Linked DNA regions of Mus musculus: all the other regions are linked to region 3. A link is a contact called in public HiChIP or PLAC-seq and promoter capture Hi-C data. All regions are on one chromosome and are shown on one strand. The core of a region is the stretch at or near the end of the contact, and the rest is flanking DNA. Distances in the headings are between cores, read along the strand shown.

What was found. Promoter capture Hi-C pulls out the DNA fragments that hold promoters and counts their contacts. HiChIP or PLAC-seq counts read pairs in DNA pulled down with a chosen protein or histone mark.
Region 1: a promoter capture Hi-C map of liver shows a contact between it and region 3, with 2.6 times the contacts expected there. The contact joins the promoter of Nmb here to the promoter of Vps33b in region 3. A contact is called at or near these places in 4 of 39 promoter capture datasets (fetal liver, hippocampal neurons, liver and 1 more) and 1 of 9 other capture datasets (liver).
Region 2: an HNF4G HiChIP or PLAC-seq map of pancreatic cancer cells shows a contact between it and region 3. The contact joins the enhancer-like site here to the promoter of Vps33b in region 3. A contact is called at or near these places in 5 of 39 promoter capture datasets (hippocampal neurons, liver, neutrophils and 1 more) and 2 of 115 datasets of contacts at active chromatin or transcription factors (memory CD8 T cells and pancreatic cancer cells).
Region 4: a contact with region 3 is called in a promoter capture Hi-C map of liver, with 3 times the contacts expected there. The contact joins the promoter of Pde8a here to the promoter of Vps33b in region 3. A contact is called at or near these places in 2 of 39 promoter capture datasets (both in liver) and 1 of 9 other capture datasets (liver).
Region 5: a contact with region 3 is called in a promoter capture Hi-C map of liver, with 5 times the contacts expected there. The contact joins the promoter of Slc28a1 here to the promoter of Vps33b in region 3. A contact is called at or near these places in 2 of 39 promoter capture datasets (both in liver).
Region 6: a promoter capture Hi-C map of liver shows a contact between it and region 3, with 4 times the contacts expected there. The contact joins the promoter of Zscan2 here to the promoter of Vps33b in region 3. A contact is called at or near these places in 6 of 39 promoter capture datasets (the C10 cell line, cranial neural crest, hippocampal neurons and 3 more), 1 of 115 datasets of contacts at active chromatin or transcription factors (pancreatic cancer cells) and 2 of 9 other capture datasets (liver and macrophages).

Annotation. Positions count from the first base shown.
Region 1 is chr7:80,903,787-80,908,505 of GRCm38.p6, reverse strand. Nmb (neuromedin B) reads left to right here and starts at 3,444. Exons shown (of 3, transcript NM_026523.4): 1 at 3,444-3,685; 2 at 4,200-4,372. The coding sequence starts at 3,529.
Region 2 is chr7:80,834,612-80,839,283 of GRCm38.p6, reverse strand. No RefSeq gene overlaps it. Among named protein-coding and RNA genes, the nearest start is that of Zscan2, 24 kb to the left of the region's middle. Within about 2 kb of position 1,338, at least 73 of the 459 cell types and tissues checked have an H3K27ac peak or open chromatin away from gene starts, as enhancers often do. A contact at or near this core is called in pancreatic cancer cells, where this site is marked.
Region 3 is chr7:80,267,551-80,272,132 of GRCm38.p6, reverse strand. It overlaps Vps33b (vacuolar protein sorting 33B), which reads right to left and starts at 2,478. Exons shown (of 23, transcript NM_178070.4): 1 at 2,054-2,478. The coding sequence starts at 2,149.
Region 4 is chr7:81,210,828-81,215,479 of GRCm38.p6, reverse strand. Pde8a (phosphodiesterase 8A) reads right to left here and starts at 2,215. Exons shown (of 22, transcript NM_008803.3): 1 at 1,392-2,215. The coding sequence starts at 1,565.
Region 5 is chr7:81,112,705-81,117,337 of GRCm38.p6, reverse strand. It overlaps Slc28a1 (solute carrier family 28 (sodium-coupled nucleoside transporter), member 1), which reads right to left and starts at 2,539. Exons shown (of 18, transcript NM_001004184.3): 1 at 2,461-2,539; 2 at 1,704-1,815; 3 at 765-853. The coding sequence starts at 1,799.
Region 6 is chr7:80,858,952-80,863,014 of GRCm38.p6, reverse strand. Zscan2 (zinc finger and SCAN domain containing 2) reads right to left here and starts at 2,084. Exons shown (of 3, transcript NM_001382511.1): 1 at 1,938-2,084.

The sequences.
Region 1 (4,719 bases), core at 2,195-4,694, 640 kb before region 3:
CAGGCGGATTTCTGAGTTCGAGGCCAGCCTGGTCTACAAATTGAGTTCCAGGACAGCCAGGGCTATACAGAGAAAGCCTGTCTCGAAAAACCAGGAAAAAAAAAAAAGTGATGTAGGTGCGTTGGCATTTTGATTTAGGAACCAAGGTGTCACAGGCATGCTTTGGGCGGGGCCATGCTCTGTTGTGTGGACACTCAGGTCTCACTAAGGAGTGAATGATTCCCGGTGACGGGCTCTGCTTTTCCTGGGACCCCACCGTCTGCTCTACTGCAAGCACTTTACAGTTTGTTACAAACGTCCATCCTTTCCTGTTTCTTCCGCATAGGCAGGCTGTGATGGAAGTTGTGTGTGATAGGCTTCCTCCCCTGCATCTTCTTCATCACCCTTGTATTTGCCCTTCTCCTTTCCTGCTGGGCAGCACTGGCTTTTCCTTCTAGGATTTCTTTTCTGTCTTTGTCACTTTAGCCTGCCGATCCCCACCGTGCTGGGGTGGATGCCCACGTGGACGGTTATGCCATTACTCTTTCCGGGCCACACCTTTTCAGTGTAGATGACACATTGCCTTCTGTGCACCTGGACCGCCTTGCTAATCTGCTGACCTTTGTGGTGTCCTTGGACAACCTGAACTTCATCTTCCTATCAAATGGGCACTATACTTCTGTTTCGGCCTTTGGAGAGTGGAAGACATCATGTTCTTGCAAACGTGAGCTGGTTCACTGAAATGCCACTTAATTGCTTCAGTCAGAACTCACAAAGGGATTGAGCTTCATTCTGGGCGCTGCTCTCACGATAGCTGCAAAGGCAAGAGCTATTGTTTCCTATTTAACAAGCTACAGAGTAACCTCTGTTCCACCCAGGAGAGAAAGCAGAGTTCAGGCGTTTGCACTGCTTCTTTACAAGGTCTGTGCACAGCAGAGGTCTGCTCTTTCCCAGTACAGGTTGCCACACTGGGTGCCTTACCCTGTCTTGTCTTTGGAAGTTGAATGGGCTACTGCAGAAAACGTAGATTTGCAAAGCCCTCTCTCCCTCGGGTTGGCTCAGATTATCAAATCTCCTAGAATCGTGGGATTCTGTACCAGATTCCCAAGTGTTAAAACCTCTTTGGCCACTCAGTAATGTGGCACACATTCCAGCACTGGAGAGGTTGAAACAAGAGGATTTGGAGTTCAAGGCCAGCCTTGGGCTCCACAGTGAGTGTAAGTCTCTAAAATCCCAAAACATTTTTAGAAACCCTCTTTGGGGCTGAAAATATTACTTCAGTGTGTAACTGTCACCTTACGTGCACCAAGGTTCCGTGCAGTTAGGGCCGCTGCCTGGCCTGCCCACTTTGCAGGGCTTCCCGGCATCCTGGGCTCTCGCTCTCTTCACTGAGTAGCAGCTTCCTGGCTTGCTGTGTGTGTCAGATCCGTGAGCCTGTGAGAACAGAACTCAGTGTCACGTGCAGGAGAGCAGTGAGCTGGGAGAGGTAGTGTCACTAGCTCTGCCCCCAGAGAACTCAAAACTCACCCCGGTGCTGAGCGGATACAGGCGTGGGAAAATGGCGTGCATGTGTTAGGGGGAGCTGTGTGTGTTCTCAAAGCTTTGGGTACATCAGGCAGTGCCCCAAAGGTGTCATGACAAGTAACGAAGCCTCTGAGGTGATCTCTGACAGTGACATAAGAGAGAAGCTTGTCAGGTGAGTTCCTTCAAGCATTTAAGGAAGTCAGCACTCACTAAAGTCAATACTGTTTCCTTTGGTTTCTACGTCCATGGACCAAAGCGACAGTCTGAGCATGTGATAGATGCAGAAAAGCGGGAGGCAGCCACACAGGGAAGATTAGTATGGGAAGGTGATAAGAGCTATATCTGAACACCATGGCTAAGCTGTGACAAGAAAGCAGGGAGGTGTGAATGTCAGGTTGGAAGTGAGAAGCAAGGAGACTGAAGGGAAAAGCCAGGGCCAGAAATGGACTGTCACTGTCCCGTGTGCCACACTCCAGAACCTCAGTAACACGGCCTCAGAAAACTTCCCTGGGCCTGGGGGATGAAGGCTAAGCTTAGGCAGTGCTTGCCGTGCAAGTATGAGTACTGAGTTCAGATTCCCAGCACCAAACGCAAAGCCAGGGGTGTGGGCCAGCACCTAAAATCCCAGCGCTAGGCAGGTGGAGAGAGGAGGGTCCCTAGGCTTGCTGCCCAGCCAGGTTTGAGTCAATGAGCTCCAGTTTCAGCAAGAGACCCCGCCTCAAAAAGTAAGGTGTAGGCTGGGGAGATGACGAAGTGGATAAAAGCACTTGCAGCCACAAGGCTGAGCTAAGTTCAGATTGGTAGAACCCACATGACAAACTGTATGTACTGACACATACATGCAATCAGTGTTCCTGTGGTGAGATGAGAGAGATGGATGGGAGAATAACCCAGAATCTGTGGGCCTGCTAAACTGGACTATATGACAGACAGCAGAAAGAAGGACACCCTGTCTCAAACAAAGCAGAAGGTAAGAACTGACCCAGTAAAGACAGCAAACCAAGTAGAGTGGCTCACATCTATAATCTGGTACTTAGGAACCTGAGACAGGAGGCTTGCTATAAGTTCAACTCAATCTGTTCTATGTAGGAGTTCCAGGACAGAGAGCTACATAGCTCATGTCCCAAACAAAATAAAAAGATTATGCTAGGCAGCACAAATGATGCAGTAAAGGGTCCAAGACCTAATACTCTATTCCATCAGTCACTCCTTGACTTAGTTTCTAATGAGTAAGTGAACTCTTGTGAACAGGAAATTGGTGTCCCCTCCTGCCCCTCCCACAATGCTGGGTCGGAGCACATATCTGCCCCTGATCATTCAGGGATGCCACTGATGACTGAAGATACTTTCCAAGACCAATAAGAACAGCTCTGGAAGGCAGAGTTCTGCTTCTCCACAAGTAGTATGGTTATTTCCGTTTTACACTAGAGAAGTCATCTGGCCCAGCAATCTTTCCACTGATCTGACCTACAGTATGATAAGCCAGGCCCTTTAAAGGGTACCACTACTAGGAGGCAGCTCCTCACTCCCTTCCCCATAATTCTGTCCCCGTTCTGGGCACAGAACTTGTCCAGGTTATCCAGTGTGTGCCATTTGTGAGCACAAAGCAGGGCAAACAAGGCTCAGATGGTTTGAGACAGGAGGTGACAGGATTCTTGAGTTCCTCTGCGGGATGATGCCAAACACATAGACTGCCAAAAGCAGGGCTTCTTGTTCTGCTTTAGCTTTAAGGAGAAGCTTTGAGGGCTGAAGTAACAACTTGATGGAAACACAGAAAGCTGTGTTGGTGGCCTTGGGAACCACCTTTGCTGGGGACGATGCCATAAGCACGCGAGTGTGGTGGGTTTCTAGGAGAAACCGGGATGCAAGGCTGTGTGGGCGGAGCCTGCGGGGCGGGGCTCTGGGGCGGAGCGAGCTCCGCTCCTCAGGCAGGCTCCGCTCCCGACTGTAGTTTAAAAGGCTGGAAGGCGGGCTTCGAGAACTAGTATCCTGAGAGTGCCAGAGAAGAGCCTGTTTGGCACAGCCATGACCCGGCAAGCAGGGAGCTCTTGGCTCCTCCGTGGTCTCCTGCTCTTCGCATTGTTCGCTTCCGGCGTCGCTCCCTTCAACTGGGATCTCCCGGAGCCCCGCAGCCGAGCAAGCAAGATTCGAGTGCACCCTCGGGGCAACCTCTGGGCGACCGGTAAGTGTTAGGGGACCCCCTATAAGCATGCCTCATTCTCCTTGGTCCTCAGTTTCCTTTTCAACACTTTGGAGGCTCTTGGTAGCGGAGCTCCTGCAGTCGCGGGGGGCTCATCAAGTTTAACAGATGGGAATCTTGAGACCCTAGACATGGCTAAGATAACCCACTCAGAAAGTTTAAGACAGAGATTAGATCCGGTTACCAGTCGGTTAGGCAGACTGACAAGTCTTCTCACCTCATGTCTTCTCTGCATCCATTTAGAGGCACCTTCTCCACTTCCTTCCCTGGCAGGTAGTCTCCCTGGTCCTGGGCTATCTACCCGTCTTCTATCCTCCAGCGGGTCAGGAAAAGCTCAGGATGTCAGCTTTGCCTCCACCCAGAGATCTGTGGCTTCTGAGGATAATGTTTCTTGTCTTCCCTCTGTGAGAGCCGAAAGGTCGACTAGACCAGAGCTTGCTGTGGTGATGGGGTCCTCATCTTGAGCTCCCATGTACCTTGGCACCTCCTTTCTTAGGTCACTTCATGGGCAAGAAGAGCCTGGAACCCCCGAGCCTGTCACTGGTGGGGACAGCACCCCCTAACACCCCGAGGGACCAGAGACTACAGCTGAGTCATGATCTGCTCAGGATCCTCCTGCGAAAGAAAGCTCTAGGCATGAACTTCAGTGGCCCAGCTCCCCCAATCCAGGTAAGCCCCCTCCCCAGTACCAGCATGGAAGAATTGCTGCCCAGCATGTCTTCAGGGTGGGACTGCCTAGCCAGACGGTAATGGATTCCAGAAAGCCAAGGTCCCAGGGCTCAAAGGGGGAATATCCCAAAGACTGGAAAATGACGCAGCAGCCAGACTACATGGGGGAAAAAGTTCCTCCTTGCCCATCCCCAGTCTGACGTCGCAGACTAGGAGTATTCTAGCTCTTAAATAGAGTGTTCTCCAGGCCACACAGCCTTGTCCACCCCAGCTGTCATTAGCCAAGCCCACCTTTGCCATGCCAGGCTGTGCTTGTGTCCCAAGCTGTGATCCCTACGGCCTTGAGG
Region 2 (4,672 bases), core at 89-2,588, 570 kb before region 3:
GATGGCTCAGTGGATAAAGCACTTGGAACGTAAAAATGTGGACAAAGTTCCAACCCGTGGAACCCATGTAAGAGCCCTGAAGGCCTGCTGACTTCCTGGAACCCCAGCATTGGGAGAGAGCGCTAGGAGGTCCCTGAGAGTAAGCTTTCTGGTTAGAGCAGCTAGAATTGAGGAGATCCACATTCAGCCAGAGGCCCGGCCTCTATAGAGGACAAATGAGGAGGGCACCAGATGTGAGCCAGGCCTTCATGGCCAAACACATAAATTCAAACATGCGTACACACATATGCATGCCAGAACAAAAAGAAAGAAATTATTGAAAGTAAAAGTGTCTAACTAAGACTGGAGGAAGCAGAGCACTAGGACAAGCCTGGGTTTCAACCCTGTACATTGGGAGGGGGAGGGGGAAATACATAAATGAATGAATGAATGAATGAATAAAAATGCTTGAGGGATGAGTGGGTTGCACACACCTTCAATCCCAGCACTTCCGAGGCAGAGGCTGGTGGACCCAGTCTGGTCTACAGAGCTAGTTCCAAGGCAGCCAGAGCTACACATAGCAACCCTGTCTCAAAAAGAAAAAAAGAAAGAAAAGAAAAATGTTTGAGACTTTTCTCTTTTAAGGATGCTCACCTGGCAATTTGTATAACATTACATTTCAGAAACACCATTTCCTTGGCCGGATTTCAGGGTCTTTCTCCACCTCACAGGGAAAACGCTCTCCTTTCTTCTGAAGTCCCTGGCTCCATCCCTATTTCCCTAAACAAGAGCACATCCTCCTCTATGCCCATCTCCAGCAACTTCCTCCTCTTAGCCCTCCCCCAGGGCGTGGTCCCCCTGGCAGTGCCACCATCTGTGACTGGTTTTAAAAGGAATGTTCTTTCTCGGGTTCTAGCTTGCCACCGGCCTCTAGGCCTCTATTCTCATGTGCTGTCTGTCCGTGGGATGGCAGCAGGAAGCAGGTAGCAGAATCTCATGAAATCCGACCTCTCTCTGTTCTGCAAACTTCCCAGCCACCAAAATTCTCCTCTTTGCCCCACTCCACCGCCGCCTTTTTTTTTTCCCCCAAACTGGATGTGAGGTATACCACTGAACACAATTTAGTGCGGTATAGGTCTCAGCACAGTGGAAACTCTTTCTGCAGGACCCAGCACTTCTCCAGCGGATGATGGGGGATATTTCTGATCCCATAGCCTTCAGGGATGAGCGACTTCTCAGCTACCATTGTCTTCAGATTCATCTGCATTAAACTTGGTGAAGCTGCACTTCTTTGCGTTGTGAATCATCTGTGGCCAGGCAACTTGAACTTGGCAGGGCTTCAGTCACGTGTTCCTTACTCTGCAGCTTGGTGAGAACTGTCGGTCGGGAGGTCGGGATGACTTGGCCAATATGAACCCTGGCCACTATGCTCAGAGGCTTCCCAAAAGCACTCGACACTGAAAGTGGAGCCTGTCAGCCCCACACAGCACAGCATCTTGTTGATGCAGATGGTGTGAAAAGGGAGTGACCTCTCTCGGATATGAAAGCCATTTTTCCCATAACCCTTCACAATGTATTTGTCGCCACTGGGAACGCCTGGGCAGAAGCGAGTGTCCCGTAGTGTCTTTGTGATACCTGTAAATCAAATACGCGAGATGTCAGAGCAGGGGCTGAAGAGATGGCTCAGCGGTTAAGAGCACTAGCTGCTCTTCCAGAGGACCTGAGTTCAATTCCCAGCAACCACATGGTGACTCACAACCATCTGTAATGGGATCCGATGCACTCTTCTGGTGTGTCTGAATACAGCTACAGTATACTCATATAAATAAATCTTGAAAAAAAAAAGATATCAGAGCAAGAGATGTGAAACTCACCTCAGAGCCCTCTGCAGAGATGATGCCCCAGTTACTCTACCCTGCCCTTTAAACAACTCGAAACAAAACCAAGACACCTTAGAGGTGCACACTTGCTAGCCCAGCACTCAAAACTGAGGCAGGAGGATTTTGAGTTATGGAGTTCCAAGTCTGCATAGGCTAAGCAGAGACACCTTGTCTCAAAACAAACAAAAACCCACAAGAGATTTATGTTTTGTTTTGGTTTGGTTTGGTTTTGGTTTTTCGAGACAGGGTTTCTCTGTATAGCCCTGGCTGTCCTGGAACTCACTTTGTAGACCAGGCTGGCCTCGAACTCAGAAATCCGCCTGCCTTTGCCTCCCGAGGGCTGGGATTAAAGGCGGGCGCCACCATGCCAGGCTTGTTTTGTTTTTAAATGCAGATGTGGGTGCATAAGCAAGTTTGTGGAGGATCAAGGACAACCTCAGGTGTCATCTTCAGGACATAGTCTATCACTTGTGAGACACGTTCTTTTGTTGGCCTGGAGCTCATCAATGGATTCTACTGGGGTGTAGGTGAGATGGGCAAGCTCTTTACCAACTAAGCCATCTCCTGAGCCCCAAGAGCTCCCGATTCTGATTGGCCCAAGTGTTTGTTTGTTTGTTAGTTGTTCTTTTTTGAGATGGGGGTGGTGGCTCAGACTGGCCTCCAAAGTGCTGTTCAGCAAAATAAGTGACCTTTAACCTCCTGATCCTTCTGACTCTACTTCCCAAGTCAGGCTTGCTCCATTCTGCCTGGCCCCGCTATACAGCTTTTTCTATTACAGTGGTTCTCAACCTTCCTAATGCTGTTAATACGGTTCTTCATGTTGTGGTGACCCCCAACCATAAAATTATTTTTTGTTGCTACTTCATAACTGTAATTGTGCTACTGTTATGAATGGCAATGTAAATGTCTATGTTTTCTGATGGTCTTAGGCAACCCCTGTGAAAGGGTCATCTGACACCTTCCCCCTCCCCCAGAGGGGTTATTGCAACTCACAGGTTGAGAACAGCTGTTCCATTACAAAAAGATATGCAGCAAAACAGTAATAGGGAGTTTTGGGCTGTGGGTTTTTTTTTCCTAAACAGACATGTCTCCAACCTTTCCTTACATGTATTTATAGTTTTAGAAATGAACTTATTATGTATTTATAAAAATAAAGCGTTCTGTTGGAAGAAATGAGAAACTTCCCTGGGGAAGGGCTGTGTGAGTTCAGCATGAGTCATTATTAAATAGAGACTCAGTTGTCTCAAAAGAAGGCAATGCATGAGGGTCACGACCGCTTCATCATGGGGCTCCCAGAACAGAGAAGTCTTTTTAAGAGATGTGGAGTTCAAGGGCAGGAAAGGAAGTTGGTTTTCAGTTCTTGGCAGGAGGTAGTGGGAAGTACCATAGAAATCTACCTCCCCCCACCAAATAGAGGGTCCTTAACTCTGTTATCTGTAAATAAGTCCCCCCTCCTTTCTCTTACTCCCTGACCCTCAGGGTCTTAAGTTGTTCAAACCAGCCTTAGACTTCTGAGCCCAAGGAAAATCCCTTCACTGTCTGGAGTGCCAGAGCCTGCGTACCACCCAGGCTTAGAGGGACAAGCCCACTAACGGAGATTCCCCACCACCACCTTTGTGTATGTTTGTATGTGTAATATATGAATTTGTGTGGTTGTGCTTGCTCCTGTGGGAGACGGTGAGTGACACCAGAGGGTGACATTTGCCTGTCTTCCTCAGACACTTATCATCTTTTTTTTATAAATAAATTTATTTACTTTCATTTAGGGTGTGTGTGTGTGTGTGTGTGTGTGTGTGTGTGTGTAAGCCACATGTATGCTTGAGCCTTTGGAGGCTAGAAGCAGAGTTTCAGATCCCCTGGAACTGGACTTCCAGGCATCTGGGCTGCCTGATGTGGGCTGGGAACTGACTTCAGGTCCTGCAGAAGAGCAGTGAGTGATCTTAGCCATTGAGCCAGCTCTCCAGCCCGGAGGGGATGCATTTAGGAAGAAATGTTTCCATTATTATACTATTGTGATAATCCTCATGTGACACATTTCCTCCACTAAACATTAGATGTTTTGTTTTCAATTTTACCTAGAAGGAGAACTGGGCCTGGCCAGATGGCTCAGCAAGTGACGTGCACTTGTCAAACAAGCCTGACTAACTTAAGTTCTGTGCCTAGAACACACATGGCCTTTGACTTACACATGCATACACAGACACACACAGATATACATGCTGACAGATATAGACACACAGAGATATGCATATATACACACACACACATAGACACACACAAATAAATATATTTTTTTTTATTTTAAAAAAGGAGAAATTGGGAGGGGATATGAAATTTTCAGAGGGGAAACTAGGAAAGGGGATAACATTTGAAATGTAATAAAAGAAAATATCTAATTTTAAAAAAGGAGAAATTAATTAATTTCCAAGTTATTCACATCGGAAGTGGCTCAAGTTAAAAGGAATTTAAACTAATTGTTCTATTTTTATTAATAGTAAAAATGAAAATAAATTATTGTTTCTAAATTTGTTCACTTTTATATGAATTATCTGAAATCTCTCAATGAATAAAATTAATAAATAATTCTTAAAATTAACTTAAAATTAATGTGTCTATTCAAAGGAATTTAAACTAGAAAATATTCCTAAATTTATGTATATAAATGTGTTTGTGTATATAAACATAAATGGTGTCCTTGGCTAGTTTTATGTCAACTTGGCACAAGCTAGAGTCATCTGAAAGGAAGAAACCTCAATAGAGAAAATACTTCTCAAAGACCAAGATGTTTTCTTCTTCTTCTTCTTTTTTTTTTT
Region 3 (4,582 bases), core at 1,229-3,728:
TAGACAATGATGCAGAAAGACTACCATTGCCAACCTTGGACCTCCCAACACATGGGCACATGTGTATACACATACCCATATACATGTGAACAAGCATGCCTACATGCATGTACACATGTGAACATGTACACATGTGAACACGCATGCCTACATGCCACATGCACAGACAAAAAGAAAAAAAAAAACAAAACAGAAATTAGTATGGGGAAGGTAATAGTGCCCAGAGTCCTTATGACCTTGACCTTGTGGTGTCTCTTCTGCCGCAATACTCTCCACTAATAAGGTTCTATCTTAGTCTCTACTACTCTCCAGCACTTATCTTGCCATTCTCCACATACTTTTTGAAACACTTTCATGTGCAAATCTCTACGCTAGCATTATGGGACATACAAAGGAGAAATACCATACGGTCCTGTGTCCCCTAAGGTTCTCTCTCTCTCTCTCTCTCTCTCTCTCTCTCTCTCTCTCTCTCTCTCTCTCTCTCTCGGCTAGAACCTAGGGTTCCAAAGGAGAGAAATGGAACTATACAGTGAGGAACACCCATAGCCCCTAACTATTAGCACTTTAACTTGACTTCAACTCCAAATTAATCAACTTTCTTCACTTAGCCTCTTCCTCTGTGTGTGTGTGTGCCCACGCGCATTTTGTGTCTACATGCATTTGACTTACACGTGTGTGCTTTTCAGTTTCGTTCAATGTTGGCACAACAATTTTTCATTAAGCACCTGCTATGTGGCTGATTCTCAGCTCAGTACTTGATGCTGGGCAGAACACACACTATTCCTATACCTGAGAGGCTTCCATGAACAATAAGCAAACCATAACAATAAGCAAACCATTACAATGACAGTAGCAACACTACTGTCCTAATAACACAGACTAAGTCAACTTTGGTACTTCCTCAATATTTACAACTAATCAATATCTCTGAATGTTCTTTCACTGTAATTTATAAATCTATCACAAGTCAGGTGTGCTGGCAAATTCCTGTAATGCTAGCACTTGGGAAGGCTGAATCAGAGGTTTTGCCAGAGGATACCCTGGGCTACATAGTACGACCTAAAGAAACAAAACCAACAACCAAACCCCATCATTTCTCTCCTTTCTACTGCCATCAGTTTTTTGTAAGCTTTTACTACTTTAATCAGTATTCTCTGAACTAGCCTGCTGTCCAATTGCTCTTCGTTACAAACCACTATGGCAAACATTGCTTCACACTACAAATGGGTGTGGGTCTTCAGCCTGCTGTGTAATTTGTTTGTTTGGGTTTGATTTTTGTTGTTTGTTTGTTTTTCAAGACAGGGTTTTTCTATGTAGCCCTGGCTGTCCTGGAACTCACTCTGTAGATCAGGCTGGCCTCAAACTCAGAGATCTGCCTGCCTCTGCCTGTGAAGGAATGAATGCACTGGGATTAAAGGTGTGTACGACCACCCTTTCTTTCCCATGGGGAACAATGGATGAAACCGAGAACCCTGCCTGGGCAATTGTCTAACCACTGAACTTTATTTCCAACCTACAGTGTAACTTCTGTTAGCTCTTTCCTCTGCTCATGCACCGGTCCTTCCCTGCTAGGCTTCCCATCTAGCAGCCCAACTGCCTGAATGTGCACGATGTTCCTGCTCCAGAGAAAGCATGTCTATTCTTCAAACTCTAGATCTCAGGAAACTCTTAGATCGCCCCAGCTGTTGTTTATTCTAAACTTTTCCGGAAGTCTAGAATTCACTTACCATCCAGCACCCTTTAGGGGTCATTATTTCATAGGGCATCTCCTGGAATGTAACTAGTGACAGAGGTATTTCAACTGTATTTCCATCTCCAGTGATGCCTGGCACAAGTGTGTCTTTTTCATTTGCACAGAGGCTGGCAATTTCCATTTATTCTCTGGCCAGGTCTCAAGCAACTGTTACTACTCTGGTTTTTCCTGTTGACCGCCCCATTTTGGATCTGTCTCAGAAGCTCAAAGAAAAAAAACCAAGGGACTCAGCAAGGAAGAAGTCACATTGAGGGCCACACTGTTGACGCAGTAAAGGCGCCGGCCACGGCAGGCACTGACCTGTTCTAGCAGATAGATGAGCTGGTCCCGAGCCAGCCTCTTGAGCATAGAGAAGTCGGGAAGCTCAGGGGCGTCCAGCCGATGGGGAAAAGCCATGGCAGCGGTCACCTGAGCCACCGTGTGAGAGCAGCAGAATTCTCCCTGTTCTGCAAAGGCCGGCGACAGCCCAAGGTGTTACTGCAGGCTGGTACCCCGCTTGCCTGGGCTCTGGATCCCAGGACCCCCAAGGGGCCCTCGCTCCTCTGCCGTACTCGACGGATGAATGACCGACCACCTCCCGGACGGACGGCCACAGGCTCAGGCGACTCTCCTTGGAGACCTATAGTCACTGGTCCCGCCCGAGTCCACTCAGCCTGTCAGCAGGATTCCCAACGACATCCGCACACTCGGCAGCGTGCCGGGGAACCCCGCCTCCTACCCAGAGAAAAGCCACTTCCTAGACATCCCGGAAGTCCGGGTCTCCCAGTTAGCGATTAGAGCACTAGAAGGGGACGGCGGCCGGGAAGGGACATTTGAAAACGGGAGTGAATCTTTTCACAGGTTTACTTTGTGTGAATGTGAGCGGTGTGTGTGTTTGAAACCTAGTCTGCAGAGCACAGTGTGTGTGTGTGTGTGTGTGTGTGTGAGAGAGAGAGAGAGAGAGAGAGAGAGAAACCTAGTCTACAGAGCGCTGATTGCTGGAGTCTCAGCTGTTAATTTAGTCTCCAACTATTCAGTCCTTAGCTTCCTGGTAATAGAAGGTAAGCGAGCAGTGTAAAGAGGAATGAATGTGTTAGACTATGAAAGTTAAGGCTTGCCAGCTGTAACCCTTGGCTATTGGAGTTCGATTTGTTAATGGCCATTATGGAAGAAATGAATAAGCTTGTGGCACAATCATGCTACAAAACAACTGTACAAATTAAAGAGGCAAAATACAGAAGTAGTCAGCTGGTAGTGGTGCACGCCTTTAATCCCAGCCATTGGGAGGCAGAGGAAGGTGAATCTCTAAGTTTGAGGCCAGCCTGTCCTACAGAGTGCGCTCCTGGACTACCAGGACCACACAGAGAAACCCTGTCTAGAAAAACCAAAACAAAAATCAAAAACAAGCAAAAACACAGAAACACATCTATATAGTGTTGTTTACATAGAATTTGTTTATGAAACAAGGTCACAATATGTAGGCCATGCTGTCTATTGCAGATAGGAGCTGACTGGGGAAATCAATAAATGAAATAATGGGAGAAAGGGTGAGGTATAATACTTTGTTGTTTAAAAAAGAAAGAAAACAAAGGCAGTCTGTCATCTTGGTGGGTGTCTGTAAACCCAACCCTTCGAAGCAGAGAGAGGGATCAGGAGTTCTCGGCTACTCTGGTCTCCACAGAAAGTTGAGGGAAGCTGGGGTACAGCTCAGTGAATGAAAGGGTGGAGACTAGAGTTTGGATCCCCAGCACCCACAAACATGCTAAGGGGGTGTGACATCAGCTCAGTAACTTCAGCACTCCAAAGTCAGAGGCTGGGGATCCCTCAGGCAAGCTGTCTAGCTAGACTAACCTAATCACCTGGCTCTGGGTTCATCAGAAAACCCTGACTCAAAAGGTTAGCTGGAGAGCTAGCAAGGACTCCACCCCAACCTCTGGCCAACCCCTTCCCTGCCTCCCCAACTCCCACTCCCTCAAAGCAGAAACTCACCTGGGACAAATGACCCAGCTTCTAAAAATAACTAGCAAAGAGGAAAAGATGTGAGAGGTGAGACTTAAGGTATAGGAAATATATTGAGGCCAGGTATAGTAAAAATTTTGGAATTTTGGTTTTTTTTTTTTAATGGAAATATAAGAACACGTTTTCGTTCTAATCCCAGGTGTGGGATATGAGGCTGCTTCAGATGGTTCGCATCAACCATGATTTGCCTTGTGCTCTGGCAAGGGCATGACTTTGCCAGCTGCAGATAGTTTGTGTGTGACATTTGGAATTCTGGTGTCTTTTCAGAGGGTATAAATGCTAGGGCCCCAAGAGGCATGATGGGTTGTTGGTTGCAATTTGTTTAGTCATGGGTGAAGAAATTAGATATCCTGGCTGAGAAGATCAAACTTGCTCCAAGGAACTCATCACCCCTAATCAGCAGGAAGTAGTCTAATGATAATGTTGCCCCTTTCTGAACCCTGATTTTATTCAGGGGTCTCTTTCTTCTCCTATCCTTTTTTTCTCTTATCTAGTGTTCAGGGGTGGAAAGGGTAGGAAAGGGGTGGAGAAGGGTGAAAAGAATCCAGAATAACCAAGAATGGCGACAGCCAGACCCAGCACTGGGTAGACAAGAGGCAGGATCTCTGTGACTTCAGGACCAGCCTGGTCTACATAGTTGCTGTACAGCTGGTGCTATATAGTGACCCTATCTCAAAAAAATTAATTATAATTTAAAAATTAGCTACAAAACGGAGAACAGCCTCAAGCCTCAAACTACTTATATTAAAAGGTCTTGCCTCTTAACACAATAGGATGAGGTTATGCTCGACTGTGAATCCCAAACAGCCTATGGGGATAGAGGGCAGGACT
Region 4 (4,652 bases), core at 966-3,465, 940 kb before region 3:
AGAGGTTTACAGGACGCCTAATAGGAAGTCTAAGCCACCACAAAAAGGCCTGTAAGAAGAAAGGTGTCTCACTGAAGAAAGATGGCTTTGGAATTTAATATTGGCTAATGAAAAAGAAAACAATGTTAGATTTGGGTAAGAAATGTGACAGTTGTTAAGGTTCCCACATTCAACTTTATCTATAGTGTCTTGCTTGTTTGTAAGCCTGTTAAGACTTAGTTATATAAGCCATTAAAAGCAGTTTGGCCTAGCCTTCTAAACTCTAGCCATCACAGGTTTCTTTAAAGAAACCCCAGGAGAAAGAATTCAACTGAGAATAATCAGAACACAGTTGAATTTTCACTTAGAGCAATTGGTAGGGCAGGGTAAGCACTCCAGTGTGCAAAGCTGAACAACATCGTCTCTTTCCAACAAAAAAGGATTATTTCTATGACTGCTAGAAAGTTAAGACAGTTAAGTAAGTCAACTACATCGTTCAAATCTGGGAGGGTGTGCAGTACCCAGTAAGCAATTTTTAAAAATTGCAAAATACTTAAAACTTCCTAGTAAAGAGGAGTCTATGTTCAAACACTGCAGCCCAGCATACCAGTTTGTTTTACAACGCCTGAGATGTCACTCCAAAATCCCAAATGTAAGTGGGAAGCTGCTGCGGGTGCCTCTGTGAACTTTTATCTTTCCTTCAGAAAACCTTCGCCCTGGAAACTTTTGATAAAAGCTGAGGCAAAAGGCGCTGGAGAAGCCACGCAACAAACAACAAAACAGAAAACCCTGCAAGTCCCAGGCAGACTGCCTCCATACAAAATTAACTTCGCCCTGCTGAATCCTTCGAGGGTCACGGTCACGTCTCCAGTAGTATTTTCTAATTACACAGGCTTTAAATACCACACGTATGCTAACAAACCTGAACTTCAGATAAAGCGTGCAGTGAAGCCAAACCTATGTTCCAGGTTACATTTCAATGGCCCCCAAAAAAGTGGAAAAGTGAAACTGCTTGTGCAATGAGAGGACAGAGGTTGGGATAAGCTAGGCAGGGGGTGAGGGGGGGGGGGAACTGGTGGCATCTAAGACCCTTCCCAGTGCGGACAACCCTTGCCTTTCTACTCTGGGAATGCCAGAGCAAAGTGCACTCTGGTTTACCATGTCAGGAACGTGCCGGGGATATCCCGGGTCCCCCACCCACCCCGCTGGGAGAAAACTGACTCGCCGCGTCCGACCCCGGCCGGGAAGGAACGGACACGGCGGATCCCGCGGCGCCGCGTCATAGCCCTGTTAAGCCTCGGTCCGCGACAGCCCGCAAACGCGGGCGGCTGGCGTCGGTCAACGCCAGGGCGGCTGCCTAGAGGGCCCCCAGTGCCCCGCGTTTGTTTCCCCGCCCTCCCAGTGCGGCTCACCTTCGAGGCGCCGTTATCCCGAGGCTGAGGCTCCACGAGCCCGGGCGCGGTCGACCATCGCTGAATAGATCTCGGCGCGGGGCCCGGGACGTCCACGTCCACGTCCTCGTCCTCGCCGTCGCTGTGGCTAAACGTTCGGTTTTCGGAAGTGTGGATGCTCGGGGCGCAGCCCATACTGGCGGCGGCGGCACCGCGGACTCGCTGGCGGGCAGCCGCGATCCGGTCAGCAAACGGCCCGCCCGGCGCCTCGGGGCCGCCGCGGGCGCCGTGTCATCGCGGCCTGAGCGGGCGGGCGGGCAGGCGGGTGGGCGGCGGCGGCAAGCGCGGGTCTCGCGTCAGGAAGCGCGGCCGCCCCTTTTATTGCGCTGCGGGCGCGGCGGCCGTGGGGAGGGGGCGCTGGGGCGAGAGGCGCGCCGCGGACGCCCCTCCGAACATGCCCTTCCTGAGGCGGGAGCCGCCGCTGTCTCCCTCACATCGCCGCGCGCGCCGCAGCCGCCGCGCTTCCGGGGAAATGTCGGGGGTGGAGATTTGCGCTCTCGCCACCGGGAGCCGCGAGCCCGCGCCGCGTTTGCACCGCCGCCCTCGCCTCGTCTGACTCTCGAGGAAACGGGCGCTCGCTCGCCTGGCGGTGCCTCTCCTCGGCCCGGCGGACGGCTGGGTGAGCGCCCCTAGTCGGGCTACCGTAGGGGAGCCCAGCCCTCGGCGCCCGCACTCCGAGCTGGGGACCCGCTCGCTGACGGAGCGAGCGCCTCGACTCCGGTCGGGCCGCGCCGTCGAGAAGCGCCGAGGCGGCTGCGCGAGCCAGGAGTTGAGCATCCGAGACTCCCGCTCCGTGCTCCGGACCGCGTCTTGCGGGCAACTCGCCGCGCCCAGCCCCCAGCGGTGACCTCCAGCGGCTGCTGGCGTCAATGCAAAGCAGCTGGGGCGCCCGCCGCCCGCTCCCTGTACCGCCCGTCCAAGAGCATGCGCGGCCGCGACCGCAGGGGCACCTAGCCAGCCCGTCCGGAGAAAGGAAAGGACTTGCTGAAGGATACAGAGCCATTCTGCTTCAGGGGCTACCGAGTTCGTTCACTGTCAGGTCACTGTGTTTGAGATTTGGAGCTATCGTCCGTTAAGAGACCAGTTGGAAGGACCTCAGTCCGAAGCGTTCCGAAGTCCATGGGGAACTACACTCCAGGTCCCAGGCGTTATTACCAGGGATAGCCCTTGCTCCAAGACCTGGCACGTCACGCCTCTGGTTGCACTCAGACCTGTGGGACTGCAATATTTCGAAGTTGGTTAGGGAAAGCCGGTCCTCTTAACCAAAGGACGATTCCAGGTTCGACAGTCCCAAGGATCCGAACCAAATGAAGAGTTGTGCGTCCGTCCAGCAGGGATCAGAACTGCAGCCCCCCAAGTGCTACCAGATAGCTAGCTGTGTGACTCCAGATGAGTCTCTTAACCTCTCGGTAGCTGAAACTGGAGGGCGACGCCCCTGGGTGTGCATCTGATACCCAGAGCCAGCCACTTCGAGGGCCTTCCCGCCCTTCTTTGCTCTCTAGGTCCACCGGGACCCTGGCGGGACCGGGACGTAGCTTCCTTTCCTCAGTCCACACCTTTCCTACACGCACCCGGGTGCGACCCTGAGTGGCTGAGACTCCTGCCCGCGGACTGGCTACTGTTAAGACCCGGAGATGTGCTCCGGGCTGAAGTCCCTGCTGTGACAGACACAGGTGCTTGGTCCCTGTGGCAGCTGCAACGTCCTTGAGCATCGATCTTCGCCACCAAAGGAGGATACAGGGCGGCTTCCGGAGCGGATAAGGCTGGAGCAGCTTTAGAAACTGGTTCTCTTTTCTGGCCTTTGGCACGCGGCTCCTTTGTCAAGTTAAAGCACGCTGTCCTATAAAAATATGACTGGCTCCTCCAAGGTGTCTTGAAAAACAGGAAAAGTTTTTGTACTGACACCCGTTATTCCACCCAGTCTGTGGTGTTTTCAACTAGCAGTCTTAGAGGGTAGATTTTTTGTTTTGTTTTTTTTTGTTTTGTTTTGTTTTTTTTCAGCTGGTAGCTGGATCCCTAGAGAAATTGCCTTTAGCCAAGATGCACGTACAAGTCTAAGGCTCTTCTCTCCGCCCACCAAAAGTCTGGCCTTGACAACTCCACAGTGACCTTGCTAGTGAAGCTCCAGGAAGCCCCGGCCCTCCCCTCGCGGACTGGCTCACAGCGGCCCTGCTTTGTCTTAGGGATCCTTGAGCTTGATGTCAATAGCAGGGTGGGGCTGAGGAAAGGAGGCTAGCTAGAGACCAAAGACAGATCCGTACCTTCCCCAATCTCTCTCTGATCCTGAGTTGGATTCTGTCGTCGTCGTCCCCCCCCCCCCCCCAACTCCTTTCTCTCTCATTTTGAAACTGATTTCTCACCCTGCAATTTAGGAACCCACAGATTTGGAACCTGAGGCTAAGAAAGACACTCTGGCAATTGGAGCCATCAGTTTACTCCTGGGTCTTGTAAAAGGAGCCCGTTTTTTTTGTTTTTGTTTTTTAATTCTCTGTAACCTTGGCCAGGGTCACAGTGTTGGAGCTGTGGACAGGAATTCATCCCACCACCACCAACCACCCCTCTGGCTGGAATCTACCTGTAGGTCTTTAACATAACCCATGAAACCTGTGACTGTGACTATAAAAGGTGGGTCACACTGACAGAAACAACCTAAAGCTTTCTGACGGGTGCCACCCATAAGTCCCCCAGAACTTCCTGGGCAGGTGAAGAATCCCACCATGGATGAGAGATGGCTCAGTGGCTACAAGCTAGTAGGGTACTTGCAGAGAACTTAAGGTTGATTCCCAGCACCCATGCCAGGTGTAACTCCAGCTCTAGGGGATCTGATCCCCTCTTCTGTCTTGCACACAAACACACAAACACACAGACCTGCATGCAAAATAAATTTTTAAAAGACTCCCACCAGCGCTGGGAGTGGTGGCTTAAGCTCATTATCCCAGACTGAGACAGAAGGGTTGCCCTGAATGATGGCCAGGCAGTCTATATAGCAAGTCTCTGTTGAAATTTTAAAAAATAAAGAGGCCTACAGAGTTGGCTCAGAGGTTAAAAGCACTTGCAGAAGACCCGGTTTGGTTCCCAACCCCCCTCCCCCCCACACACACACCCCGTGGTGGCTCATGACTATCTGCAACTCCAGCTTTGGGGGATTAGATGACTTCTGACCTCCAAAGGTACCAGGCATGCATATGGTGCACATATATACATGCAGGCAGAACATTCATA
Region 5 (4,633 bases), core at 1,290-3,789, 850 kb before region 3:
AGAGGCTTGTGGCCATTCAGAAGGACAGATTCATGGCTGTCCAACCTCCTCCTTGCTTCTACCTGCCCACTGAGTAAGACCAAGCAGTTCTCAACTATTGGCTCCCCTTGGACAGGGACCTTTATCATCTGAGTCCTCAGTGCCTGAAAGGACACGTGAAAATATGCAGGTGGCCATCCTCATTGCCTCCGATGTCCAGAATGGACTCTAGGCCTGGGGTCCATTGGTCACTTGTGTGTCCATAGAGGAAGGGCTGCTACCCAAATCTCGAAGGTCCTGTTGGCCCAGCAACTAGTAGATGCACAGTGGTTGCTCAGGAGATTCAACCCTCTGCTACTGTTGCCAGGGATCCTCATGTGGGGGAGGTGTATCTTCTCCAATCCCCCTAAACAGCTAGACGTCCCACCACCATCACACCCTGTCCTTGAAGTGTTCTTCCTGCTCTGTTCAGAGCAGAATTCGGCCAGCCAGGACCCTCTAGGCGCACACCAGACCCTGTGGGCTGGTCCCTTCACCTCTGTGTAAAGTGGGGAGTCTGGCCTGGTCCAGGAGTGCTACAAACTGAGCCCCGGAGTTCACAAAGCAGCTCAACAACTGAATGGGGTAGTAGGCAAATGAGGGAGGTTGCAGGGAGGCCTGAGAAGCCCTGTGTCTGTGTTGGGTTACATCCTGGCTGGGTACCAGCACCTGGCCTGGCTCAACCCTTGACTTCCCTTGGCCAGGCTTCCATCAGCTTTCCCCATGCCCTCACAGACATCACCTACCATCGGGAGAAGGGTTTCCACACTGCTTTGCTCCTGCTGCCTCCACCCTCTGGCAGGCTTGAGTGCCTGTGTGGGAGCTGGCCTTCCTCCTAAAGCCGACAGGGAGCAGTCAGGGTCAGCCTTCCCACCAAGGGACAACTATGGCTGAAGAGCACGGAGATAAGGAAGACCCTGGCAGCCCCATGCACACACAAGCACCTCATGAGAAGACTGAGATAGAGACTGGACTGCTGCATGGGAAATGGGGTGCCTCTTAATTAAATTCTTCAATGCATGCATTGAGCATCTACTATGTACAGACATATCCTGCCTCAGCATTTCACTCTGGCTTCCTGGAGACCCGAAGGAAACCCTTAAGGAAGATCCCAGGCAGGCCCGCCCCACTGCATGACTCCAGGGCACTTCTTACTGCACTGTCCAAGTAGGGGGCTAGGGGGCACTTGGTAAAGAAGAGGGAGCCTTGTTAGGGAAGGGAGGGAGGGCAGAAGGTATCATGTCAAGCTTTTCAGTCCTCTGCTTGGCCTTTGGGGAGCCAAGACAAGATGGCAAGTTCTTTAAATGCCAAGGACACCCCACCCCATCATCTGCTTCCCCTCTCATCTTGTAGACCAGATGTTCTTCCCTCCTGGGACCTTTGCTGACAGCACACAGTGGGTACATCACACAGTGGGTACTCAGAACATGTTTAAGGGGTGAAATAAAGGGGGTGCTTTGTGCTGGGGAGGTACTACACAAGCAGAGCTCAGAGCACAGAGTGAAACACACAGTCCCCCAGCCCATAGCTGCCAGTCAAGCTGAGGGGCCCTCCCACTATGAGCTGCTAGTCAAACTGAGCCACCCCACCTAGTGAGATGCCAATCAAGCTGAGCCCCACACCACCCCACACCCCTGTGAGATGCCAGTCAGGCTGAGGAGGTGCTATAGGGGAAGAGGACAGACCATTATTTCCAGGAACTCGGCCCCCATGTTCTCCAGGCCATGGGCCACAGGTGTGAGGGAAATGGACTCTCGTTGCCTCGGTGTGTCGTCTGCCATGTGCTAGGCTCTTCAGCTGAAAGACAAAGATGTCACAGAGGGTCCACAGCCGAAAGGAGGGCCAGGAGAGAGAAAAGGAACCAGAGAGGGAGGGCGAGGGGGAGGGGAAAGGGAGAGGGAGAGAGAAGGGGAGAGTGGGAGAGACACCCTTTCTGCCCTCTCTCCTGATCCTGGGAGATGCAAGTCCTTGTAAGCTCCAACAGTGAACTGTCCCTTAGTCACCAGTCACCAGGAAGGGAAAGAGGGGATGGCGTAGGCACTGGTGTGGGCACGGCTCAGAAAAGAGCCCTTAGTTATCTTTACTTCCTACAACCGGTGAAAATCATTGGCAGGGGAGGAAGTGCTCATTTCATCCATCTTGAAGCCAGCGCTACCCAGGACTGTTCCACTCAAAACCGAACATTCCTCATTCTCAGTGAAGCTGCTTTTAGATGTTAGCTCACCTGCAAATGAGAGCCCAAACTCCCGTTTCCCCACTGCGGTCCCTCTCTTGCCCACACCTTAGGCCTTCCCTACTCAACAGCAGCTGGCTAAGCAGATCTTCCCCAGACACAGACCCTCAGAGGGCATGTGGAGCATGCAGCCAGGGCTGGGGGATGCCTGCTACCTGGGCACTCGCATTCACTGCTGTACGGAGAGGAGAGGAGCCCACACTACTCACAGATTTGTAGTGAGAAGGCAGCGTCAGGAGGGATTGACTGTTAAGAACTGACTGACTGAAGCACAGGTTGCTGTGGGAGGGCTGGGTCCAACCTGCTTGGGCTTTGGCCTGTTCACTTCTGTGGAAATTCCTGGGCAGAGTCCAAAACTGAAGTAGGTTGGGCTTCCCCAGAGCTCAGGGCCACCGCAGGGGCGGGGACCCCAGCCTGTTTCAGAAAAAGCATGATGGGGTAGCCTGGCTCACTCAAGCCGGGTCCTCTGTGGTCCTGCCCTCTGTCTGCTGCCCTTTCCCAAACCAACCTCTTCCTGGCCTTGCTCCAGGACGCCTCCTTTGGGAAGCCACCTTGGTTACTCTCTCCCTCCTCTTTCTGTCAGCATCCTGGAAATGTGTCTTCGTGTTGTGGCTCAGCCTCCTTTTCTCACAGTATCGGCGACTCGTTTTCCAAAACTAGAAGATATTGAAAGCGCTGTCTTTATCACAAACAGGTGGTGGCTCGGGGCTAAGCATCACACAGTCGCAGAAACAAGCCAAAATCACACCATTTCCTTCTCCCCTTTCTTCCTAGAGTGACACCCGAGTTACACGTGCAAAGTTGGGGGACAACACTTTCATCTACAGTCTTCAAACTAAATTTAAACTTACCTGACAGGATTTAATAATTGATGATGCACACTCTTTAATAATTAATTATCTTTTATGATACAAAAGATGCCTCACACAGAGGCATACACTGGCTGTTTTGGAAAAATGGAAAAGAAGAGGCTGGACATAAGTGGTACCCCCTGTTCTTAGAAACTATCTGTTTCTATTGGGGTTAGGAGAATATCGTCTCATCTAACCCAGCCTGACTTTGAACCTGCTATGTAGCCGAAGTTAGCCCTAAACACCCAATCCTCTGGCCTCCACATGTCCAATACTGGGATTCCAGGTGTGCATCTCCACACCCCTGGTCATGCGGAATGAAGCATGAAGGTGTTATAGAAATATACAGAGCCTAAGAATTTTTCTTATTTCCCCTTAAGTATACACTATTTTGTTATTCATTTTCCAATAGGAAATTGTACTGTTGCAGGGTTTTCACAACTTGCTTATCTGAATATACATATACACACACATACACATGGACACATACCTATATTGTATCTGGAGATACATATACACACACATGGACACATACCTATATTGTATCTGGAGATACATATACACACACATGGATACATACGTATATTGTATCTGGAGATACATATACGCACACATGGACACATACGTATATTGTATCTCGAGATACAATACCCACTGTCAGGTCACTGGTCCCCTTGATCATAAGATAAATGTTTACCTTGAGCAAGACTGGGATGGGGCCAGAGCAGATACTGAAGGAGCCCCCCTCAGCCTCAATGAAGGGAAAGGACCTTATCCGCTTTGATGCCTCTGTTCTCAGTGGCTCCTCTTGTGCGTGCGCGCGCGCACACAAACACACACACACACACACACACACACACACACACACACACACTGCTCTTTCTTCCTCTTGGTGCCCAGAAGCCGGCAGAGGCTCACTGAGAGAGCAAGCTACTTCACAGCCTTCCTTACAGCAGCTTCAGAGGCTCTGGCCTTCTAAACAAGGATGAACCTTGAGCTGGGAGCCCAAAGATCTCGATTCACCCTGGACTCTTAAACTAACTTATTCCCTAATCTGTGGACTGCCGAGGGTGGGCTCCCTGCCAAGCTGGAAGCTGCCTTTGATGTCTTAGCACCCTGCTCCCCACTTACGGCCCAGGGTGCCCTGTGCCCTTCCCAGGCTGCTCCCCTCAGGGCTGGAGTGGCCATCAGGGATCTCACCCAGGAAGTCAAATCTCTCTGGGGCACAGGGGCTTGGGAGACTGAGAGATTGGGATGCAGACCACAGGGATGGACAGAGAGCTGGAGGTGGGGTGGGTGTCCTGCTTCTGACTCGTCCCTTACTGCCTCACTGGCCCCCTCTGCTGCTCTCTTGTTTGCTGAGGGAATGGTTCTCTGAGGTCCCACTTACCCTGACAGGCCAGAGAAGGGAGGCACAAGCATGAGAAAGCAAGGTGCTGGATCATGGAACACTTTGAAGAAGATCATGTGACTACACATGCAATCTCCCTGAGATCAAAAGGGCCTCAACAAAGCTGCATGAGTACCACCC
Region 6 (4,063 bases), core at 835-3,334, 590 kb before region 3:
TGGTGGCGCACACCTTTAATCCCAGCACTCGGGAGGCAGAGGCAGGCGGATTTCTGAGTTCAAGGCCAGCCTGGTCTACAAAGTGAGTTCCAGGACAGCCAGGGCTATACAGAGAAACCCTGTCTTGAAACACCCACCCCCCCCCCAAAAAAGAAGAAATATCACACACACACAACATTGGTCTGATATCACTATTCAAATGCTAAATACTGGCCCCCAAGATCTGGTTGCACGCAACTAGAAGGTCTCATATACACCAAATGATGCTCTGTAAACCTTGCCCCACCCCCCAACTTATCCCAGCCAATAGAGATGACTGGGCAGAAGGCAGGGGGTGGAGCAAAGGTTCCCAGGCTTGGGATCTGAGGTAGAGACCATGAAGAGAGAAAAAGAAAGAAGGAAGTGGCCATGGGGGAGGTAGTTCATGAGCCCATGGCTATAGGGGCTGGCCTGATGGAGTAGAAGCGGCCCAGGCAGAGCATGGCAAGTGATACCTTGGGAGGTAGACAAAATAGCCCAACTTTAATGCTTTTAAGCTTATTATGAATCTACAGGTTTCTGTGTCTTTTATCTGGGAACAATATGGTCTGAAGTGGGGTAGAAACACCTAGTAGATATTTAAAGACAACAAGGGGATATAGCAACCCAATAATAATAATAATAATAATAATAATAATAATAATAATAATAACTACCACACACATACACAGCATTGCTCTTTTCAGAAGACCAAAGGAAGAGTAGTGGGATGCAGTGATCTGGGCTGAGAGAAACAGAACTGACATATCCTACCCTAAGTCAGTTCAGACTCCCTTCAGAGACTGTGACCTAACAAAGAGGTTAGTCATTCAACCTCAGTGACCACTTAATGAATAGATAACACTCATCCTTATCATATGGAACATCATAGTGATTACTAATGGATCGCATGTCAAGGTGCCCCCAGCTTCACTACAAGTCATTAGTGCTATATTTCAAAGGAGGTTGCCCTCAGATAATCTCCCAGATCCCAGAATCCAGGACTCCTCAAGGCCCCTATATAAAATGGTGTACCAAATACCTTCAATCATCTCTAGACAACATATACTTAAGTGTAAATAATATGTAAACAGTTGGTATGCTGTACTGTTTGGGAATAATAACGAGAACGCTCCTACATGTTCAGTACAGACATTTCTGTTTATTTTTTTGCTTCTGAAGCAAGATCTCATTATGTAGCCCACGCTGGCCTCGAACTCCTGACCTGCCTGTCCTGCTTCCTGAGTGCTGAGATTACTGCCTGCCCAATTCCTTTTTAAATGAACACACATGGGGATCATTGCGGGGGGTGGGGGTGTGGGGGACACACACCTAGATCTGAGTAGTAGCTCTACAAAATATTCAAAGCAGTGGAATTAAAAACTATTTAAGTATTATGAAAGCAATGAATATTTATTTTTAAAAAATCATTACACCATAGAATCAGATAACATGCCCTCCCCCATGAAAATAGCAAAAGTTAAAACAGAACAGCAACAACAGAAAGAAAACTGAAGCTCCCAATGTCAATTTGTCCAAAATGACTACGTGAAACACAAATACATCGTAATTCTTCCTGGACATCCCGGGAACACTGAACCTAGACAGCTTATTAGCTAAGCCTGGCTCCGACACGCCCCCTCAGAACCTCAGTTTCCCCACCTGGTCAAGGAGGCGGCTCGGTGGGATGTCGTCGAGCATCCCTTCCCAGTGTAAAGCCTGCGTTCCTAGGCTGCGCGTACCCAGCGCTCTGGTGTGAGCGGAGCCTCGAGGGCTCCGAAGAACCAGGACGCAGAGCTGCGCGTCCAGCCCGTCGGGCGCGGACACCGACGCCCCTCCCCCAAACTGCCCTGAGCTGGCTCCAGGCCCGTTACTCGCTGTCTCTCTGGCTGTTCCCCGCGGGGCGCGCGGCTCCTGACCTGCCTCTCCCGCTCGCCTCTCCAGGGACCAGGTCCTGTTCCCGCTATCTCTCTGAGCGCAAAAGCACCCCACGGTCTGGCCCGGCCCGGCCCGGCCCCTCTGGATTCACCTCAGCTCAAGCCCAAGGGGCACAGAGAACAATGGACGGGAGAGGCCCGCCCATGGCCACTCTCATTGGCTGTCCACAACAGTTCCTGAAATTCTGCTCCACTATTGGTGAAAACTGCGTCCAGATGGGCGTTGGGAGGGAAGTTCCACCCGATGCATTGCGGGAAATGTAGTTTACCCAGAGACGGGGGGGGGGGTGGTTTGTACCTGAGCGAACAGAGGGTTTGATAGCCGTAAGTAATGCCTCCGGATCAGAGGCAGAGGACGACCCAGGACTAGCTGTCTGTCTTCTAGTACTGCCCAAAGCTTTCACCTGAGACAGATAGTGCCAATTCTCTAAAGCTCGCGTGTATTTATCTATAAAAAATGAAAGCTGGGTGAATGTATCAGTCTTTTTCAGCTGAGAATTGAGTGGCAAATGAGCCCTCGAGAGCCAAAAGCTGACTCTAAGCAGAGAAGAAATCTGCGCAATCAAAGTTCCTCTTGGCCCAAGTTCGCACCTCTCCTGGAAATTTGCAGCTACGCACAGGCATTTGCACTCCGGGGTTGCACTCCCCTTTGTTTTCACACGTGGTATTCTTGCGTCTTCACGAAAGCCCCGCCCCGCTCTTTCTGCTTTGTAAGTCCTAGTCTATAGTCGGCTCCTTGGAACCTGCCCTACAGTTAGGCAAGAGGTTAGCTCTGGGAGGGAATGACCACCCAGGCACCCTAAAACAGGACACAAAGGACAATAGTGGTCCTTCCAGATGGGTCATCTCAAGGTCCCCAAAACAGGATGTAAAGAACAGCAATAGATGGTAGTGGTCTACTAGTTGGCTCAGCTTCAACTGGCTTCAGGGTATCTCTAGATAAGAGTATGCATGGAGTGCCTGCTACCCCTTCACCAAGTGAACTTTTCAGCTTTGAGGGCACTTAAGCCCCAAGACTGGGTGAAATGAGCTTCCAAGAAAAGTGTGCCACTTTGTTTTAGTGCCCGCCTTAATGGAGGGACAGGGAGAGGATAACAGATAAAGGATAAATCTAAACCCACTTCTGTCCCCGACACAGCCATTCCTACTCTGTACGGATTGCTCTCTTCCCAAAGAGCATACAAACTTTTACTCCCTTACTCGCTCTAGTTAAAACCCTTGACTTGGGGGCTGGAGAGATGGTTCAGTGGTTAAGTGTGGGAAGCCGTTGCAGAGTGGCAGTTGCAGAGTGGCAGTTGCAGAGTGGCAGTTGGCTACTGCTGGCCACTACACATACATAGGCAGTGAAGGTTCTTTTGCCAAGACAAGTTAACCAATCAGATGTGAGACACACCTCTCCTAGGCCTATGTAAGCAGCACCAGTTCTGGGCTCAGGGTCTTTTCGCCTCTACAATCAAGCTCTCCCAATAAACGTGTGCAGAAGGATCCTGTTGCAGCGTCGTTCTTCCTGGCCAGTTGAGCGCGCGTAAGAGTTAAGAGCACTTGCTGCTCTTGCAGAAGACCCCAACACCTACATTACAGCTCACAACAGTTTGTGGGCCTGGTTCCATGGGATCCATACTAAATAAAAACAAGAGAGTAACTACCTGGACACTCAGGTAGGAAATCTAAGGGAGAAGTGATAAACAATATCCTCCGTGGTCTACGATAAAATGCACCTTTACCCACTGAGCCATCTCGCTGACCCAGGAACTGTTGTTTTCTCATTTTGTCGTTTGCTTTCTCGTAGTCTATCAAATGAAAGAATTTGAATGTTGGAGAGATAGTTTACTGGTAAATAGCACTTCCTGCTCATTCAAAGGATCCGAGTTCAGATCCCAGCACCCGTATGGGTGCCTTACAACTCCCTGTAACTCTGGCTCGCACGCGCGCGCACGCGCGCACACACACACACAAACATACACACAGCAAAATAAATTCATTTCTTCTGACTTAAAATGATATTTGGCTTTAAATTTTTTATTTTATTTTATTTTATTTTATTTTATTTTATTTTATGTGCACTGGTTTGAGGGTGTAGGATCTCCTGACTGGAGTTATAAAAGTTG